Regions from separate parts of the Mus musculus genome. Here region 2 is linked to region 1. A link is a contact called in public Hi-C data. All regions are on one chromosome and are shown on one strand. Each heading gives the region's core, a stretch centred on a gene start, on an enhancer-like site or on the middle of the called end of the contact. The rest is flanking DNA. Distances are from core to core; before and after follow the strand shown. Region 1 overlaps Dennd5a (DENN/MADD domain containing 5A). Region 2 holds the start of Dennd5a (DENN/MADD domain containing 5A).

Region 1 (4,059 bases), core at 680-3,179:
ATATATACTTGTATTCCTGGGACAAATTCTGTCCCCCTTAGGACTCTTCATCTTCATTCTCCATGCACTTTAGGCACGTGGGTATATAAAGAAGTTGCTCGGAAACCAGCAGTGTTCTTAATGTTGGAGGAATTGTTTGTGTAAGAGACCCCAGTGTTCTGTGTGTTCTGGTGTGTGGACGCTCTGCTATGTGGCTTTCTCCATCGTTGGAACAGCCTTTGCACTTGAGTTTCTGGCCTCCCGCTGTGGTCTGCTTGGGGAGAAGTAGACAGTGGGAGGCAGGGCACTGACATGCCCTCCCAAAGCAGCTGTCTATGGCCTTAGAGTCCCATTCACCCAGGCCACACAGTTTTGCGGGCAGTTCCTTAGCTGAATATTTTCTACCCTGATTTATAGCAGACAACCTCTGTGGGGGTAAAGAGCTGCGGGTCAGTATTTTAAAAAGTAAAACATTACACAAGATGAGGTAAGAGTAATGGTATCCTTGAAACACACTTTTCTGTTATTCTCAAAAGAACACATGTCCATAGTACATAAAACGAGCAGTAAAGGAAGCATGAGCTCACATTTTATCCCTCAGGTAATTTAGCATTTTAGTTGACATCTTTGGACTATAAGGGGTCTTTAAACTCCGCTGTTGGAGGGGAGTGTGACAGCAGGATGGAGGACCTTACTGTGGTTCTGTGCCAGGTAGCAGCAGGATACTGAGGTGGTAAGCCTGGAGTAGAAAGACACTTTCTGTAGAAGAGTGTTCATTTCTTAGACCCTCAAATTAGAATTCATCAGCTGCAGCCGTATCTTTGGCCATCAGAAGTCTGTAAAAAAGCCCTTTGTTCTTTTTAACACCAACACATGATCTCAGTGGCCTTGAGCAAATGAGAGCCTGAGCTGGTCTGGTGAGGCATCTTTTGTTTTGGCTTCTCTTTGGGGTTTCATTGTCTGAAGATGCAGCCATGTCAGAAAGTAAGCTTGAGAGCATTAGAGTGAGGGAAGGATGTTGTGATCATAAAAAGAGAAAGAACTATAAGAATATGTTCTGGTGGGGTGTGGGGGAGGGGATGCCCATGCTGAGGCATCCCTTCCCCCTGAGGGACCAGACACACCCCAGTAAAGTATAGAATAGAGTTTATTTAGGGCATGGAGAGGGGAGTTAAGAGAGTAGTAGAGGCAGAGAAAGGCAGAGAGAAGGAGAGAGTAGATAAGTGAAAGTCGGCTATGGAGAGAGGGAGGCAGGGAATGAGAAGGGGGACGAGGGGGCAAGAGGCAAGAGAGGCAAGAGTGTAAGAGTGAGAGGAGAGGCCAAGTGGCCCCTTTTATACTGGGCCAAGCCTACCTGGCTGTTGCCAGGTAACTGTGGGGCAGAGCATACCTGGCTGCTGCCAGGAACTGTGGGGGTGGAGTTTAGACAGAATACCAGCAAGGGGCTGTCCCTGTCTTCTCTGGGGACACTCTCAGTAGCTTTCCAGTAGGATCCTATGTGCTGAAGTGCCTCAGTGATGAACTCACAGAGGTACTGAGGGAGAACTGATTTGGCTTGGCATCTGAGGTTGGCAAAGGGCACTGTGGCCCTTTGAAGGAAGAGTTCAGGAGAGTTTTGGGATCTGGAGGATTCATGAGGAATACCTTAGACAGTGGCTGTCTTACCATGCTCCCTTTCATCATGGCAGAGGTGAGCAGAGAACTGATTGTTTGGCTTCAGTGTCTGCCACGTTTTGCATCTTCGCAAAAAAAAGTCACACAGGTGCCGCTGGCGATGCTTGCAGATTTGATCATAGGTTTATAAATTGCTTCAGCTGCCAGCCTGTGCTGAGAGGAAACAGCATGAGACTGTTTTATGAGCCTAGAAGTTAAATGGCCTCTTTTTTCATTTTGCCCTCTTACCCCTCCCTTTTTGGCCCTGTTGTGCAGAATGACGAGTGAAGAGGTCTACTTAGCGGTTCCTGTGTATCTTAGCCACCTCTGAAGTGTGTGCCTGAGCTGTGCTCCTCAGCCACCTCTCATCAGGGCATCCACAGAATTTGGGCTTGATAAAGTTCTTTATAGATGGGGCTGGAGAGATAGCTCAGTGGTGAAGAGCATTGGCTATTCTTCCATTCCTAGAACCCACATGGTGGTGCTAGTTCAGGGGATCTGATGCCCTCTTCTGACTTCCCCAGGTACCAAACACACTTATGATGCCCAGACATGCGTCCAGCCGTATGGGAAGAGGGGCAATGAAGAAAGCATCAAACGCGCCATCCATGATTAGAGGGAGGTTTTTATTGTGAATAAAAGAGAAAATAACCACAGCCTTGTGGAAGAGTCCAAACTAGAGAGAAAAAGAAGCAGACTAGACATGAAGGGCTAGGGAAGTAGGGCTAAGAGGGTGGTAGCAGAAAATATTGTGTTATAAGGAGGATGAGTAGCTGCAGGAGGGCTGAGGGTTTGGGGTGGTGGTGAGAAGGGTGGTGAGGGGCTTTGAAATGTGTGAAAGAGGTCTGAGTGAGGAGCCTGGAGGCTAGTGTGGACTTGGATATGCTGATAACTGCAGGCATAAGTCAATGGAGCCTCTTGTCCCATTTGCCAAAAGCAAGGGAAATGACTCCTTTGGCTGATTTGGAGCCTGTTTTACAAGTTCCTGAGGAATGCTGACTTTTATCTAACCACCGGAAATCCTCCTGTAGGAGCTGGAATTGGACTAAGGCTGGATATGTGTACTGCCTAAGACCTGACACAGGCAAAGCATCCGTACAGATTAAATAAATAAATAAGAATTCTTTATGGACACTCTCTATTTGACTCACAGCAGTGGGAGAGAAGCTACCAAGCATTATTGGGTGGATCTAGATATTTTAGTTGCTTTCCTGATTCTGGTTGGAAAAACTGCCCCCAACCCTCTTTTTAAAAGATGAGCCAAGGGGTAAGAGATGAAAATGTGTGCCTTTCATTTTGTCAGCTTTGTAAAGGACCCTTGACTAGATGAGTTGATTTTGTTTTGATTTTCTTTTTTGATGGCTTGGCCTAAGAGCATTAATAATGTTAAAAAAAGTAGTCTATTTTTAGGTTATAAATATTTGTTGGCCTTTAATTAGGCAGAGTCAACATTATCTAGTTGGAGGAACTCAGAAGTAAGGTTTAAAGTGGTTCTTCTTAGTTTTTGGATGTTTGAGATGGAAAGCTTTCTTTTATCGTCACAGGTTGGAAGGGTGATTGATGCACTCAGCATAAACGATGCAGGGTCCGTTCAAAATGCAGCTGTAGGAGATGAGTTTTATGGATTGACTGTGTTAGCGAGCTTATGTTATCCTCTGCCTGCTTCTTTTAGAACGTAAAGGCTATTGAGACAAGGTTAAACTTGTGTGTCACTGGGACATCATTTGGCATATTGGAACAATGTCTTGCTGAAGGAAGGACCCTTATCTGATGCTATAAGGAAACCTGTTTCACATAGATTAAAAGTTAAATGAGGGGGAGCAGTGAGGCAGCTCAGTTGGTAAAGGTGTTTGCCAACAAACCTGACAATCTGAGTTACATTCTTGGAACCCACCTGGTGGAAAGAAAGAGCCTACTCCTGAATATTGTCTTTAATTTCGTTCGTGCACACACACTCAGTCACAAACACATGTAAATGTCCTATAGAAATATTTGACATCATAATTCTCAAAACCAATACTAGCAGGTATCTCTTTTATATAACTGAGAGAGACATACTCTTAACCTTTAGTAATCTGTTGGAGTGAAGGCCATGCTACATGTCTTGTAAGGACAGATTAATAAAATAAGCATGATCTTCTAATTTATAGTGCAAGAAAATTAACAAGAACAAGGATTTTAAAGTATTAAATTGATCAAGCAAGACCTAAATATAAGCCAAGGTGATAGTGAGCAGTTTTAGCATATGACTGGGGTCAAACTGGGTTCAAATCCCAGTGTTATCAAGTAGTGATCGTAGGCATATGCTTGGCCTGTATCACATTTTTAAATTAATTAATTAATTAATTAATAAGGATGGGTTTTTACCTACATATATATGTATGTCTCTGTGCCTGGTGTCCATGGAGGCAGAAGAGGACAGTGGGT
Region 2 (4,059 bases), core at 548-3,047, 36 kb before region 1:
TGCTTGGGCTCCAGAATGCTGGGATTATAGGTTTGCGCCACTATACCTGGCTTTCCCATCTTCCATATTAGTACATTCCTCAGTGCTGCCTAAATGTCTGGCTTTTCCACTCTTTATTGTGGGCACACATTTGATCCTTAGAATCACCAGAAGCCTTCCATGACCGTGACCCAGCACCAAAAGGCGTTCTTTTCTTTGCTTTATTAAGCTCTCTGAGCCCCCTGCACAGACTCTGAGTCCCAAGCATGTGGGTTATAGTATCATCACTTCAGATGGACTTTGTAAAGCTACCCAGTCCTCTTGATTTCTCCCAGCCGCTCAGGTTAGATATAGGGAGCAGATGCTATGGTTTCCAGTGATGTTGGCTGTGACCTCTCAACCAACCTCCCAAAGGGATCCAGTACTTGAGAGGAATACTGGGACAGAACCCAGGAGAGAGCCCAGGTTCAGCCCTTGGGGAAGCCAATTGCCTTCTATAGTCCTTAGCTGGCTGCCTGCCAGAGCAAACCTGGCGCACACTATTCTGTAACAACAATGACAATGTATATAATATTTATGGAGTGCCTTCTATGTTCTGGGTATAATCCTCACCACTTTACCTATACATGCATTTATTTTGTACTTTGACAAAAATCATGCCTGTTGGCACCTAGAAATTACATAAGTAAGTTGCCAATATCATATTGTACATTATAAGTCAGAATTCAAACTGGGGGACTGTTTCTAGAGCCCATGCTAGCAGCCACTACAGTTTCTCTTCCTTGGCCTCTGATGTTACAGTACAGACCCACCTGAGCCTGGTGTGATGATGCAGGCCTTTAAGCCCAGCACTGAGCAGGCAGAAGAAAGAGTATTGCATCAGGGTAATACAGGTACATAGCAAGTTCTGGGTCAGACAGGTCTATAAGTGAGACCCTATCCAAAAAAACCAAATCAAATCAATCAACCAACCAACCACCAAAAGAAGACACATCTGGCTAGCTTCTGTAGAAAATGAAGTCAGAGGGTCTGTTCTTTAGACAAGAGACAAGGACCAGGAGGTTTCACCTGTTCAGCCACCCTTTCTCTTCTACAAGCAAATTCTCACTAGAAGGAAGAAAGGAATGAATGAATGAATGAATGAATGAATGAAGGGTGATGGATAGATGGATGAATGGACAGAGAATTCTGTGAGCATGAAAAGAACTAAGTGAAGGGGGAGGGAGACTTCTGGGGCTTCATGAAAGGGGGAGAGTTTGGTGCATGGAAGAAGCCCTGCTTGTGGGGTGCGGGGCAGTGAGCTAGCGCAGGATTCAAGCGTAGGGTTGTTTCTTGCATTTTTTGAGCCTCAGTTTCCCTATCTGCAAATTAAAGGTAAATAGAAGATAAGCTGACCCACTCTCTCCAAAGAACAGAGTTTCCTCAGATCTATTGGGGAAAGCTGACACTGAGGAGAGGTGACAAGGAGAAGCTGCTCTGTGGTGACAGTATAGGAGCAGGATTCGGTGGGCTTCACAGTTCAGCCCTGCAGCTCTTATGCCGGTGACACGGCCAGCACGAGCCACCATGGCCCACTCTTTCCGCACACCGCATCCGATTTCTCTAAAGGGTGTCGCAGTCGCGTGGAGGTGGCTGCAGTCGCGGGATCCCAGCAGCTGACCGCTGGCCACTCTGTGGTGGCTGCTCTGGAAGCCCAGGCCCCCGGGGCCCAAAGAGCATCACGTCATCCTTTGCGCCCGACGACCGCCCCTCCCCGACCGCGCGTGCGCACGCGGTGGCGGCGGGTGGGGGGCCGCGGTGGGGCGGGCGGCCGCTCTCCGCCCTTCCTCAGGCTTGCTCAGGCCGCGGTGCAGAGGACAGCGTCCAGGATGCGGCGCGGGGTGGCCCGGCGCCCCCCTGCCCCGGCACGGCAGCGGCGGCCGCTAGGACCCGGCGAGGCCCGGGGGCGGCGGCCGGAGCCTCGGTAGCGGCGGCGGAGGGAGCGGCGGCTGAGGGCGGGCGGGCGGCCGGGGGCGGGGGCTCGGCTCCGCGCGGCTTGCCCCGCTCGGCCCGGAGCCATGAGCGGCGGCGGCGGCGGAGGGGGCTCGGCGCCCAGTCGCTTCGCCGACTATTTTGTCATCTGCGGGCTGGACACCGAGACCGGGCTGGAGCCGGACGAGCTGTCGGGTGAGTGCGCGCGAGCCCGGGCTAGGGCCCGCGGGGCCCGCTTTGTCCCGGGAGCCCAGTGAGGGTCGGGCGAGCAGACGGGACGCGGGTCCCGCGGGCCTGCTGCCCCCCGCGCGGTGGTCGCCGCGTCGGCAACCTGGGGAGACGCGGACGCTGGGTGCGCTCAGAGGTCGAGGGGCTTAGTCCACAATGAAGGGAAGCTTGCCTTCTAGCACCCTTTTGGGAGGAAAGAAGTTAGCCCACTTCCTAGTGAGAGTTAGTCCCACCCAGACTTTTCAAAAGAGCAAAACAAAAACTTGATGAGTTTATTTGGCCTCTTCCCAAGAAGCCGGCGAGACCAGTTCCTCAAAACCGTTATAACTCACTCCTGAGCAGGCCAGGCCCGGGCTTTTCCTTCACAGTTCTGCCCCTCTTGATCGGACGTGAAGTGACAAATTGAACCGGGTTACACCAAGAACGGGTTCTCTCTTGGCGCTAGAAAAGAACTTGTACCCAGGGCCATGCTTTTGTTGTTGTTGTTGTTGTTGTTTGTTTTTTAAGTTAATGTCCTTTACCAGGCGAGGGTCATTTGTGAATGAAGGCAGCGCGTCCCAGTTGGACAGGTTGTGCAGTGTTGTGATGCCTCTCAAGTTATCTTTCGAAGAGGAAGTGATGGGGGAGTGACAGTGAGGCCCTGATGAGATTTGGCACCCATTGCTTGAAGGTGTAAGAATTATAAAATCCCCGGTGAATTCCTGCGCGCCCACATTGGAGTTGCAACAGTTTTGAAAAGTTTTTGGGTGGCCAGTAAGCAGGTTTCAGTGGTTGGAGGCTTGTCGTGTTAGACTTTAAAGTTATGTCATGCTGATTCGATGAGGGAAACTCCTCTCCCCCTTTCTGTCACGATGTGGTAGTCATTGAACACCGTACAGTTTCTCTATTGAAAGTGATCATCCAGTCTTGGATTTTTTTTTTTTTGTCACTCCAGTTTGTTTGTTTGTTTCTCCTCCGATTCTTCTTCTTCCTCCTCCTCCTCCTTGTCTTCCTCTTTCTCCTCCTTATCTCTCCAACCCCCCACTGGTTTCTTGGTGTAGCTCTAGTTGTATTAAAACACACTCTGTAGGCCAGTGTGGCCTCAAAGTCAGAGATTTGCCTGCCTCTGACTCTTGGGTGCTGGGATTAAAGGAGTGCAACACTACTGCCTGGTGAATTCCACTGTTTCTTATGGGGAAAAAAAAGAGTGCACACTTCAGATGATAAAGCTGGATTGTCTTTTAAAACTATGAGAAACTGATGCCTTATACAACACCCTGAAGTAGGAATGGGCTGATCCTAGCTAAGCCTTTGTTCTAGCCTGAGTAGTCCAAGCTCAAAGTACAGACAGATGTTGCCATCTGGTTCATAAGGATTAACTTTAGAATTGTGGATGATGTAGTTGTTGGATTGCAGTTCCAGGTATTGGTGGTGGATGGGATGTGAGAGGGAAATGAGGCCCAGAAGGACAGCAGGGATGATATCGGTCCAAAACTTCTTTGGTGGCATGCTGCACCACAGCAGCCTCTCTGGAGGTTTTTAAAAAACAGTAACGTGGTCACTGGTGTACATCTGTTATCCCAGCGTTTGGGAGGCAGAGGCAGGAAGATTGCCACAAGTTTAAGGCCCGACTGGCCTTCATAGTGAGACCCTGGCGAAAAAGACAAAAGAAAAACAAACTAACCTGTTGAGAAGGGTTAAAAACAACAGTCTTTCTGGATGAAAGAAGCTCAAAGGTAGAGTAAACTTTTTATGGTGTACTATTATTGAATGTCTGTTAGTTGTGTAGCTGTTTGGTCTTAGAAAGTAGAGATAGCCTTAAGAGGTGGCGTAAGCCTGTGAGATCCTTGTTCCGGAAACTGGAGGATCTGGAGTTCAAGGTCATTTTCAGCTTTAAAAAAA

What was found. Hi-C and Micro-C count contacts between places; a contact is called where the count stands out from the background.
Region 2: a contact with region 1 is called in a Hi-C map of neural stem cells, with 2.3 times the contacts expected there. The contact joins the promoter of Dennd5a here to the enhancer-like site in region 1. A contact is called at or near these places in 3 of 39 promoter capture datasets (hippocampal neurons and liver), 1 of 15 datasets of contacts at CTCF or cohesin (CD8 T cells), 27 of 484 Hi-C or Micro-C datasets (the AML12 cell line, CD8 T cells, the G1E-ER4 cell line and 21 more), 8 of 115 datasets of contacts at active chromatin or transcription factors (CD8 T cells, bone marrow-derived dendritic cells, cardiomyocytes and 4 more) and 3 of 9 other capture datasets (adipose tissue, liver and pancreatic islet).

Annotation. Positions count from the first base shown.
Region 1 is chr7:109,922,456-109,926,514 of GRCm38.p6, reverse strand. All of the region lies in intron 5 of Dennd5a (DENN/MADD domain containing 5A), which reads left to right. Among named protein-coding and RNA genes, the nearest start is that of Dennd5a, 36 kb to the left of the region's middle. Within about 2 kb of position 1,929, at least 27 of the 459 cell types and tissues checked have an H3K27ac peak or open chromatin away from gene starts, as enhancers often do. A contact at or near this core is called in cortical glia, neural progenitor cells, neural stem cells and 1 more, where this site is marked.
Region 2 is chr7:109,958,160-109,962,218 of GRCm38.p6, reverse strand. It overlaps Dennd5a (DENN/MADD domain containing 5A), which reads left to right and starts at 1,797. Exons shown (of 23, transcript NM_021494.1): 1 at 1,797-2,145. The coding sequence starts at 2,037.